2 separate regions of the Neogale vison genome follow, and region 2 is linked to region 1. The links are chromatin contacts, called in public Hi-C maps. All regions are on one chromosome and are shown on one strand. The core of a region is the stretch at or near the end of the contact, and the rest is flanking DNA. Distances in the headings are between cores, read along the strand shown.

Region 1 (4,974 bases), core at 1,147-3,646:
AAACCTGTTGCCACCCACCCTCCGTTTGAGGCGGGGCCTCGGGACCCACACGGGGTAGAGGTGGCAACTCAGCCACAGGGCCCGTGAGTCCTGGGGACTCTTTGGCTCTCTCTGTGGGGGCTGTGGCTCTGTTGGGGCCTCAGGGGAAGGCAGGCAGGGGCCCCCTGAGGAGTGAGCGCCCTTCACACAGTCCCATATAAGCCTACAACAACCCCATGAGTTAGGGACTCACTATTTTGCAGATGAAGGCACAGGCTTCCAGAGGCAAAGGGCCATGTCTGAAGCCGCCCAGCTCAGGGGAGGGGTCGTGCTGGCCCGGGACATGGTTGGTGTGTTTCCTGCTCCATCTCCCAGAAACGGGCAGTGGGCCAGGGGGCGTCCACTAGATCTACACCAGGATGCCTTGAAGCTTAGGTGTTGGGCTTTCTCTGAGTCCTCAGTCCCAATGCTCCCTAGTCCTCCCCAGAGGGCCTCCTTCCTGGGGAGGCCCTCCACGGACTTCTCTCCAATTTAGGGGGTGACGGACATCTGTAACCATGCGGGGGCCACCACAAGTAAACAGAAGCCTTTGCAAAGGGCAGCCCCTTTGAGCACAGGCCAGGGGCCGGGCCCTATGTCAGGCAGTCCAGGCTGCCTTGACTCACGGGGATCAGGCTTGCTTGGCTCCTTTGTGGGGCTGGAGGGGCCCCAAGATCACAGACCTGGGGGTGGATGCGAGCACTGTCTTTGCACCCAGAAGCTGAGATCAGCTCTCGGGGTGCCCTTTCTTCAGCCATTTACTAGTTTCTCGTATAATAATAACCGCCCCTGCCCAAGCTTTATAGGCCACAAAATACTTTCACACTCTCTCACTTCATCCCACTGGCCTTGTGATGAGGAGCCAATATACCCACTTTACAGAACAAGAAATGGAAGCTCGAGGGGGAGCTTCAGCGACTCGTCTCAGATCACAGGCCAGGACGTGGGCTCTGAGCCCCTGTCCAAGTCCGGTTCAAAGCAGTGCGGCAACGGCGGGCTGACGTCTCCAGGGCCCTGCTGCTCCAGAAACTGGCACAGTGACCACACTGCTCCCCAGCCTCCCCTCCTGCAAATACTGGGGCTGGGGGTTGCTGCTCCACGAGAGAGTGGGAGAGGATATAGAGGGGGTCCTTTGCTGCCCCAGGCCTTGGGCCCAGGCAGGGACTGCAAGGGACCCGTCCTTCTTGGAATATGAGCCCATCGACAGGGTTGTCATGTTCTCATCCACCCGTGGCAAAGTGAGAAAGACAAGGACAATGCAGTGAGGTTTTCACAGAGGGAGACCCACGATGTGAAATGCGGCCCTTTCACTTGTGCTGTGTTCAATGGTGTGTGTGAGCACACGCGTGCGCGTGTTCAAAAAGACCTTTCCTCTGACATTTCCTTTTATTGTCCTTAACTCAGCAACATATGGACCTGGTGACCACGTCTGGTCCTAAGTTTTTTTCTGGAAATGTTGGTGCGCTGAGAAACAGGACAGTTGGGAGCCACCGACCTAGCTCTGCTCCTAGGTGAGACCTGGCATGGAGAAAGTTGTTTCTTAACTGAGGGAGGATGTCTGAAACGGCTGGAAAAAGCCACGGGGAGAAGAGGCTGGGGTTCCTGCCCCGACAGCCCTCGCGAGGCCCCAGAGCCCGGCAACCCCAGGAAGCTGAGCCCAGGACCATCTCTGTAGCTGCACAGGGAATTCTGAGAAAGGTCTCAGGACCGGTTCTCCATGCCACACAACCTCCGCCTCTTCTCTGACCTGGAGCCAGGAGGAAATGTTCCCTTAAACCCACCCCACCCTCCTCCCCATCCCCCCAAGGCTGACTCCAAAATAGCCCAGGCCCCGGGAGAAGACGTCATGGGTCCGGTTGGCCGCCTGCCTCTCCAAGAGGACAAATATAGAGGGATACTGGATACCGACAGTAGCCCCGGGACCTGGGGAGCCCCGCTCCCTTCCCTTCCTAGCCCTGCACCCACTAACAGGACAGCTGCAAGGCCAGCGCTCTCCTGGCCTGGCCAACCCACCCTGGGACGTGTCCCAACAAGCCCGGACCGGAGTGGAGGCTGGCCCAAGGGGACACCTAGCCGAGCTGGCCGTGTGCATGGGACACCTCCTCTATCGTTGGGGGGGGGGTCTCAAAGCACTTTTATAAGCGTCACTGCCCACAGGCTGCTCCCAGGAGGGGGAGACCAGAAGAACCCCGGGTGGCTCCCAGGTGGACCGGCTCGGCCTTCTGTTCTTCCCAGCTTCCCAAGGAGGCCAAGGCCGTAAACCTGGGGGTGTGGGAGGCCGTCTGGAAGGTAGGCAGCCAGGCCAAACCCCAATAAACTGCTAGTTGAATCGAATTGCAAATAATTAGTCCTGATCACCAAAGCTGCCTCCACCCTCCACTCCCGGGAATTAAAGGTCAAAGGGCAGAGCTGCTGACGCAAATGTCAGGGGAGCTATGCGATTGGGAACAGCTGGGCTCCTGCTCCCGATGGGCTCCACTGCCTGAGGTCGCTGGCCCCCAGCGCCCTGGACAAGGTATCCCTCGGGACTGGACCCTGAGAGCCGGCACTCGAGGCTTGCTCGGGGAAGGGGGCTCTGTTGCCTCCCCTCCTATGGTTCTAAGGTCAGCGGAACTTGCTGGGGGTGGGGGTGGGGTGGGGGAGGGGTGGGGGTAGGGGGGCTGTTAACAGAAATTCCGGTGAAATGGTGTTGCCACATGTGTGGGAGCCTGGGGAGGAGGAGCAGCTCAGTGTCTTGTGTGCCCCCCCCACCCCTAAAACAAGAGGAAACCTCTGCCTTCCTGGCCAGGGGCAGCCTGCGATGTTCCCCTAGATGGACCCTATTACAGGCCCGCCCCAGCAGCACCGTGCTTTGTGCGCCAGGGGTGACCCCCAGCGGTCAGTGTGAGACTTGAACTTGGGCCTCGGACAAGGCTACCGCAGACCCAGGCTCGGCCGCCTCAGCACAGGGCTGGGGACTCTGGTGGTTCAGTTTTGGTAAGGGGGTTGCTGGCGTTTGGCGGTATTTTTGTATGTGCTGAATTTTCCTCATTGCACTGGATCTCGCCCTAAATGTCCCGCTGTTAGCAAATCAGCTTCTAAGAATGCACGATCATCTAGCCCTAAACCGGCCCCTCCTCCTGCCTTCCCTGTGTCTATTAATAGCACTGCCACCCTCCCAGTCCCTGGGGCTCCAAACCTGCGAGTCATCTTCCACTCCTGCCCACACTGGACTGGGAGCCAGGTCCCGCCCCTCCTCACTCTGCCGTCCCTCTTCCCATCCTTGATACTCACGGCCACTACCCAGTCAGCTGGGCTCTCACCTATGCAACCGCTGTCCTCAACCATGCGGCTGGGTCGGAGCTGGGTATGCGCCCAGCCCCCTCTGCTTACTCGCTGTGTGACCTTGCGCAAGTTACTTAACTTCTCTGAGCTCAGCTTCCTCGGCTGTAAAACAAGGATAGTAATCAAAGCGCCTACTTCATGGAGCATTGCATGAATTCTGTGACAGGAGGGACACAAAGACCCTGTCATACAGGACATGCTCAGTGCACGTCAATGATCACAGGCCCTTTTTCAGTCTCAGGCCTCTGTTCAGAAAAACCAAGGCCAGAGAGCTGGAATGTGAGCTACCGTTGGGTGTTGCATTCCAGGTGTCTTTACCACATGCTACAGAGCAGGGGGAGTGGAAGTTCCTGGAGTCTAGAAGCTTCTCTACCGTGGCCTCCATCATCACATTCTAGAACCCAGAACCAAAGGCCCCCTCCTGAAGGCATTGGTCCCATCCGAGGGCCTTTGGGGCCGGTCTACCTGGGTAAGTGACATGGTCATTCGGCCACAGCAGACACCTTCTGGAATGAGACAACTCCGGGTCACATCCAGTGGCTGTGACTCAGGGTGACCCATCTGCAAGGTGGTGAGTGAGGCCACGCACACTGGCCTGGCACAGCCGCCTGCCCGCCTCTGGGCAGCCAGCCATGCAGGGTCGGGGCCACCCAGCTGGTACCTCCCCCTGCAACTGCGCTGCCCTCAGGTCCCTCTCTCACACTCACCCCACCTCTATTTATTTACTTGAGCACCAGAGAGAGAGCACAAGCAGGAGGAGCTGCTGACAGAGGACGAGCAGGCTCCCTGCTGAGCAGGGAGCCCGAGGCGGGACTCGATTCCGGGACCCCGGACCATGACCTGAGCCCGAGGCAGATGCTTAACCAACTGAGCCACCCAGGCGCCCCTGGTAGAGAGATTTTCAAAGGAGACTGAGGCTGCAGGAAAAGCAGAGCATCCAGATTCAAACGTGGGCCTGTCCTCCAGCCTCTGGACCCACGTACCCTGTCAGACAGTTGCTCTCCAGGGGGGCCGGCTCTGCTCCTGAGACATTTGGCAACGCCAGGAGCCATTTCTGGTTGTCGCAACTGGGGTGTGTGCCTGAGCTACTGGCATCTAGTGGGTAGACATCACGGACGCTGCTAAATACCCCACAGCACGGCCCCGACCACACAGCAGAGTTACCTGCCCCCGGGGTTGACTGTACCCTTGGTGAGCAGCCCTGGTCCAAGAGTCATCATCCCTGCCTCACAACAGCCTTGATAGCTAAGGAAAGTGATCCTTGTCCAGGATCCAGGACCGGCCCTCACTCCTGCTCTGTTCAAAAAGGACCCTCTCAGGGCGCCTGGGTGGCTCAGTGGTTATTAAGCCTTTGCCTTCAGGTCATGATCTCAGGGTCCTGGGATCAAGACCCGAATCTGGCTCTCTGCTCAGCAGGGAGCCTGCTTCCCTCTTTCTCTCTGCCTGCCTCTCTGCCTACTTGTGATCTCTGTCAAATAAATAAATAAAATCTTGAAAAAAAAAAAAAAAGAAAGAAAGAAAGAAAAAAGGACCTTTTCCTGGCCTGGGACATCCCACTGGTGGGCAGAGGTGGGGTAGGCATATATTCCGACCAGGAGCATTTTCTGAAATGATCTTAGTGTTTCTGCCTTA
Region 2 (4,974 bases), core at 1,295-3,794, 68 kb before region 1:
GGATGCTTGTTCAATCACTGGGTCCACTTTCTCCCCTATGTGTATACATCTAAACCCTGATCCTTTGTATGGCTTTTCAGGATACCAGTGCCCTTCATATTTCTTCTTAAGAAGTCTTTCAAGCTCTTCACCAAAAATGTTGACACGTCTCCTGGGAAGCTTATTGTACAAATATGAAATAATAAAATTTAGTGCTACTTGGATTTCAAGCTGCATAGCTGCTATGCCACAAAGTGAGATTTGTGTTTCAACTTCCCCCCACACACGCACACAAAAGTGTTCAGTTTGTGGCAGAGAAACAGATTTTCATTCAAAGTGCTGGTACTTTGTAGTTTATCCTTCACCTTCAGTGGTCTTGCTCCTTAAAGAAAAACAAAACAAAACAAAAACAAACATGTCCAAATAAGAGAAATCTAAGTCCCACAACTTCTTCTTACCCCCAGAGTAATTTTACTTTTGAAAAAAGTCTAATAGGCTGAAAGTCAGAAAAATATAATCAGCACAAAATAAAGGAACATACAATAGAAAATTGTTTATTAAAGTTCCAAAATCTCACAGGACAATTTGAGATTTACAGCTAAAACAATGTATTTAAAATCCTATTATTTACTTCTTTTTTTCTGAATACAACTCTAAAATATATATATATAGATAGATATAGATATATATCTGTATCTATATATCTACAGCATATGCAGTGTGTTTATTCCCTCTGTTCTCAAAAGAATATTTATTGGAAACTCTACTCCGCACACCGATCCACCTACCTCCACACACATTTATACCAGCTTTAGAAAGCGATCATATTCCTATTCACTAATTTAGGAGTGAATTCTGTATTTCAGTTCATCCTGTATATATGCTCCCTAGATCTGCTCTATCATTAAACCTTCAGACACTGGAGAAGTTAGGAAAATTAATTTCCGAAGTACATGATGCTAAAATTAAAAATACTAAATGCTAAATGAATTGCCATCCTAGTGAAGGATAATTATGAACCAAATTATCCTACATAGCTGCCGTCTTAAATACACATGTAAGGGCATACAATGTAATAATCGAGCTTCTCTCTTCTTTTCAGTGTCTATTATTTTTCAAAATCAGAAAATACCTCTTTGGCAGCAAATGTAACAAAGGCAACAATTAATTTCAAAACTCTATTGATTCTTCTCTTTAAAGGCCAGGGTTTCTGAGTTCTATTCTGATTTTCAAAACCACCTCCCTCCTTCACGATAAGAGGACCGCCGGAGAGGCTTGTACGATAAGGTCGACCTTTAAACGTTTGCTGGATCAGCACTGGGTGGGGATAAGAAAAGATCAAGGGCAAACAGAAGATATTTGCAAAAGGGATCTATTTGTACACTGAGGTTGATTTACAAGGACGTTTTAAAAATCAAGTTGGTATTAATCCATCTGTTTCATTTTCCATATTCGTGGTGACAAAGGGAAAAGGATCCCTGGCTGCCCTCAAACTACACTTTGCAAGCTCGAAGCCTGAGCGCCGGCAGAGGCAGCTGATTAAGCCAAAACGCTTGACGGTGCAACCGAGCGAAATTCAGGCTCCGCCGAAGGTAGTTTCAAAGCAACGCCTTAAGACAGGAGTGTGAAGAATTACATAAACAGCCAGTTGGGTCTCATTAGATTTCTGCTCACAGCCCTCGGAGCCCAAGCGCTGGAGCAGCAGCAGCGAGAGGAGGAGGAGGAGGAGGAGGCGGAGGAGGAGGAGGAGACGGAGAGGAGAGTACAAGTCTCCTCCAAAAAGGAGGAGGAGGAGGAGGAGGAAGGCCACGAGAAATGGCAAAGCAACTACTCGGGGCCGGGCACCGGGCAGGTCGGGGCGCCCGCCGCTCCCCTCCCCCCGCCGTAACCTGACCCGCCGCTCCCGCTCCCGCCCCCCGCCCGAGGCTCCTGGGACCCGGCCAGAGCCCGGGGAGCACCGGCTCCCCCGCACCCTTTTCGGTCCCGGCGGCCACCAGCCCCGCGGACCCCGCGGTCTCCCTCGAGCTCGCCGCTCCTCCCCGGCGCCCCGACCCCCGGTTCCCGGTCAGCTCGGCCAAGGCAGCCCTTCCCCGTTTACCCTCCCGGCCCCGGCCGAGCCCGACGCGCCTGCCGGCCCCGCCTCCAGGTCCCGGGCGCACTGGGGCCCCTCGGAGCCGCTCCCCTCGGAGCCGCTCCTCTCTGCGCCCGGGCCGCGAATCCGCCGTCCCCGAGGGCCCGGGGCTCAACGCCGCCGGAGCCCCTCGGTCCCCGGACCCCGCCCGCCGCCCCTCGATACTTACGGGCTGCTTCCACCACAGAGCCGGCCGCGGGGCGGGGGAGAAGGGGCGGCAGGGCGGGGGCTCGGGAGGATCGGCAGCGGCCAGCAGGCTGAATGCAAGACGGCGTCGCCGGGCGGAGGACAGGGGCCTCGGCGCGGGCCTCGGGAACTCGCCCCCTGGGGCTCGGGGTGACGGGGACAGGTCAGGCGAGCGCGCTCACTTCTCCACACAGCCCGGTGCCCGGCCCAGCATCCCCGTACTACGACCACTGCGCGCCGGGCCAGAGCTTCGCTCCTTCTGCCGCGGCGCGCGCCCCGCCTCTCGTTTTATAGTCTCCTCCCCGCCCCCATCCCCTCCCGTAGGGGTGCGCGCGCGCCCGCCTCGCGTCACACAGCTCGGGGCCGCGTAACCATTCCCCGCCCTCCCGCCCCTCACCCCAGACCCTCCGCGGCGGCTCCGCCCCTGCCCTGCCCCTCGACGCCATTGGTCAGGTCCCGCCTGCCCATGTCCCGACGGGCGGTGGAGGGCCCCGTACGTAAGGCCACACCTCTCGGGCTCCCTAACGGCCAATGAACCGACGTCCTGGAGGCACTGTGGGCGGGACTAAGAGAAAACTAGGAAAGGGACTGGAGGAGAGAAGTGCCAGTGAGGGCGACGGTGGTGGGTGGGGCGCCTGACGCTTGGTCTTGGAGGAGAGCCCCAGAGAGAAGGGGGGAGGGGAGAGAGGCAGGTGGCGGAGCGGCGGGGAGAAGAGCCCGAGGCCTCGAGAGGGAGGGGACAGTTTACAAAAAATGCCCTACCCGAGTGGGACTGTGGCCCAGGAAAATCCCACTCGTGGACGAGCTACCAAATCGGCCTCCAGTGCACCCGGGAGAGCCGAGAGAAAGGGCGAACTGTGTGACAGGGACTCGTGCACCCGGTTAATTGAATATTAATCACCTCCGGGGCCTAGGCCAACTGCCACCCAGAGATTGGCAACAGCAGAACCCAAAGCGGCCGTGCTAGGCTGGGGGTGGGGAAGGGACTCCACCTGGCCACACCTCCCGCCTGGGTGACAGTTTAACTGCCTCCGCATCCCACATCACAACCTCCCCGTGCGACCCGGCAGCAACTTGGACGTGGGTGTGGCCTGAGACTGTAAGAAGAACCACGTTTTGTTCCCAATGTCCTAGCCTAGGCCTCCGTGCCAAATTGCGTACGTATCTAAGTGTATATATACATGCGTGTATTTCAAGTGTCCTTTACCATCAATACACACAATATACACGGTGCCTTCCTGTAAGGTGCGTTTAGGATGCTCTTCGGTTGAACTATGAGCGGGTAAATAGGGAGCGCGGAACGAGAGGGACTCAAGGGAGGCCGGTAAGCGCCCCTTCCCACAACCTGCGGCGGAGAAAGACACGAAGTTGCATGGGCGTGGAACCGAGCGTCCCTCTCTGCTAAAAATATTGCTCACAGGTAGCAACGACGCCTGATTGGTCGCGCTTCTCCCGTAGCAGCTAGGCGATTGGCTGTCTGGTATCCAGGAGACCGACGTCAAACGCGCAAGGGGAAAGGGGAGAGAAAGTCTAAGGGGAGGGAAGGGTGGAAGGGTAAAGAGAGGAGCAATGAATGAAACGCCCAGCGCAGGCCTTCTCCTCCCTTTGCTCTGCACTCCAGAAGAACTTCCTGGAAAAACACCAGTTGGGGCTCCGCCTTCCTCTTAAAACTGTGGGGCCTGCACTGTCAACCTGCTATAAGGAAGTTATAAGCAACTCCCCGCGGAGTAGGGTGTCCGCGGAGCCGGCTGTGTAGACCAGCTGTGCTTATTGCACACGCACCCGCTGTAGGTGTTAGGCCTAGAGGCTTTGCGCTTTAGGGATGCGAGATCCGATCGTAGCCTTTTTCTCCACCCTTTCATGCCCTCGTGCCTCCGCCCCCTCCCCCTGTTCCCCTTTAGAAGGAACCCAATCAACAGAGGATATATCTAATGTCCCCGATGTGTGCGGGAGGAGGAGGGAAGGGTGTGTGCGATGGGTTGAGGGTGGGAGTGGTCAGGTGGCCGATTTCAGGTTTATTGCACGGATTCCTAAAGCTCAGGTGGCGTGCTTTAAGAACATTCAAGTTTTACTCAAAGACTCTTCAAATTCCGATTTTTTTAGTCTTTGGATTTTTTTTTTGTAACAAGGAAAAGTGGGATTTGATTGCGAAAGTGTGGATGTGTTTTATTTTATTTTATTTTTGGAAACATTTTAAGTTAAATGTTTCTCTGCATCAAGATATATTCTTTCAGTGTTTACTACTTTTTGCTCAGTCGTTTTTTTGTTTGTTTGTTTTCTAAAATGAATATCCACTCCATTTGTTATTAAAAAATGAGTTATTTTTAATTTTATAATTAGTTGAGGGCAGAAGTTACAAGAAGAAAGATAGGATATTTTGGGAATGGCCTATCAAGAGAAACATTTCATCTTTCCTGTGCCCCAAGGCATAATTTCTCTTAGCATTAGGCAAATAATATTTGCTGTACCAAACACTCAGCTTTGCAGGACCTTGTGTCTGGCCATGTGTCTTGATTTGTAATTTGGAAAGTATATCACTATAATTAGAGGAGTATATTAGGCTCAGCTGAGATTAAAATGTCTAACCAAAGATAGATGAATTGTAATTTTGTCAACCTTATCTATACTTTCCACAAATTCTCAAAGGGAAGGCACAAATTCTCTTTTCTGAACATCCC

The links. Hi-C and Micro-C count contacts between places; a contact is called where the count stands out from the background.
Region 2: a contact with region 1 is called in a Hi-C map of fibroblasts, with 10 times the contacts expected there. The contact joins the promoter of TOB1 here to the enhancer-like site in region 1. A contact is called at or near these places in 3 of 3 Hi-C or Micro-C datasets (fibroblasts, muscle and tongue).

The regions. Positions count from the first base shown.
Region 1 is chr5:45,003,878-45,008,851 of ASM_NN_V1, reverse strand. No RefSeq gene overlaps it. Among named protein-coding and RNA genes, the nearest start is that of TOB1, 68 kb to the left of the region's middle. Within about 2 kb of position 2,396, the one cell type or tissue checked has open chromatin away from gene starts, as enhancers often do. A contact at or near this core is called in fibroblasts, where this site is marked.
Region 2 is chr5:45,071,648-45,076,621 of ASM_NN_V1, reverse strand. It overlaps TOB1 (protein Tob1), which reads right to left and starts at 2,544. Exons shown (of 2, transcript XM_044248670.1): 1 at 2,280-2,544; 2 at 1-361. The coding sequence starts at 216.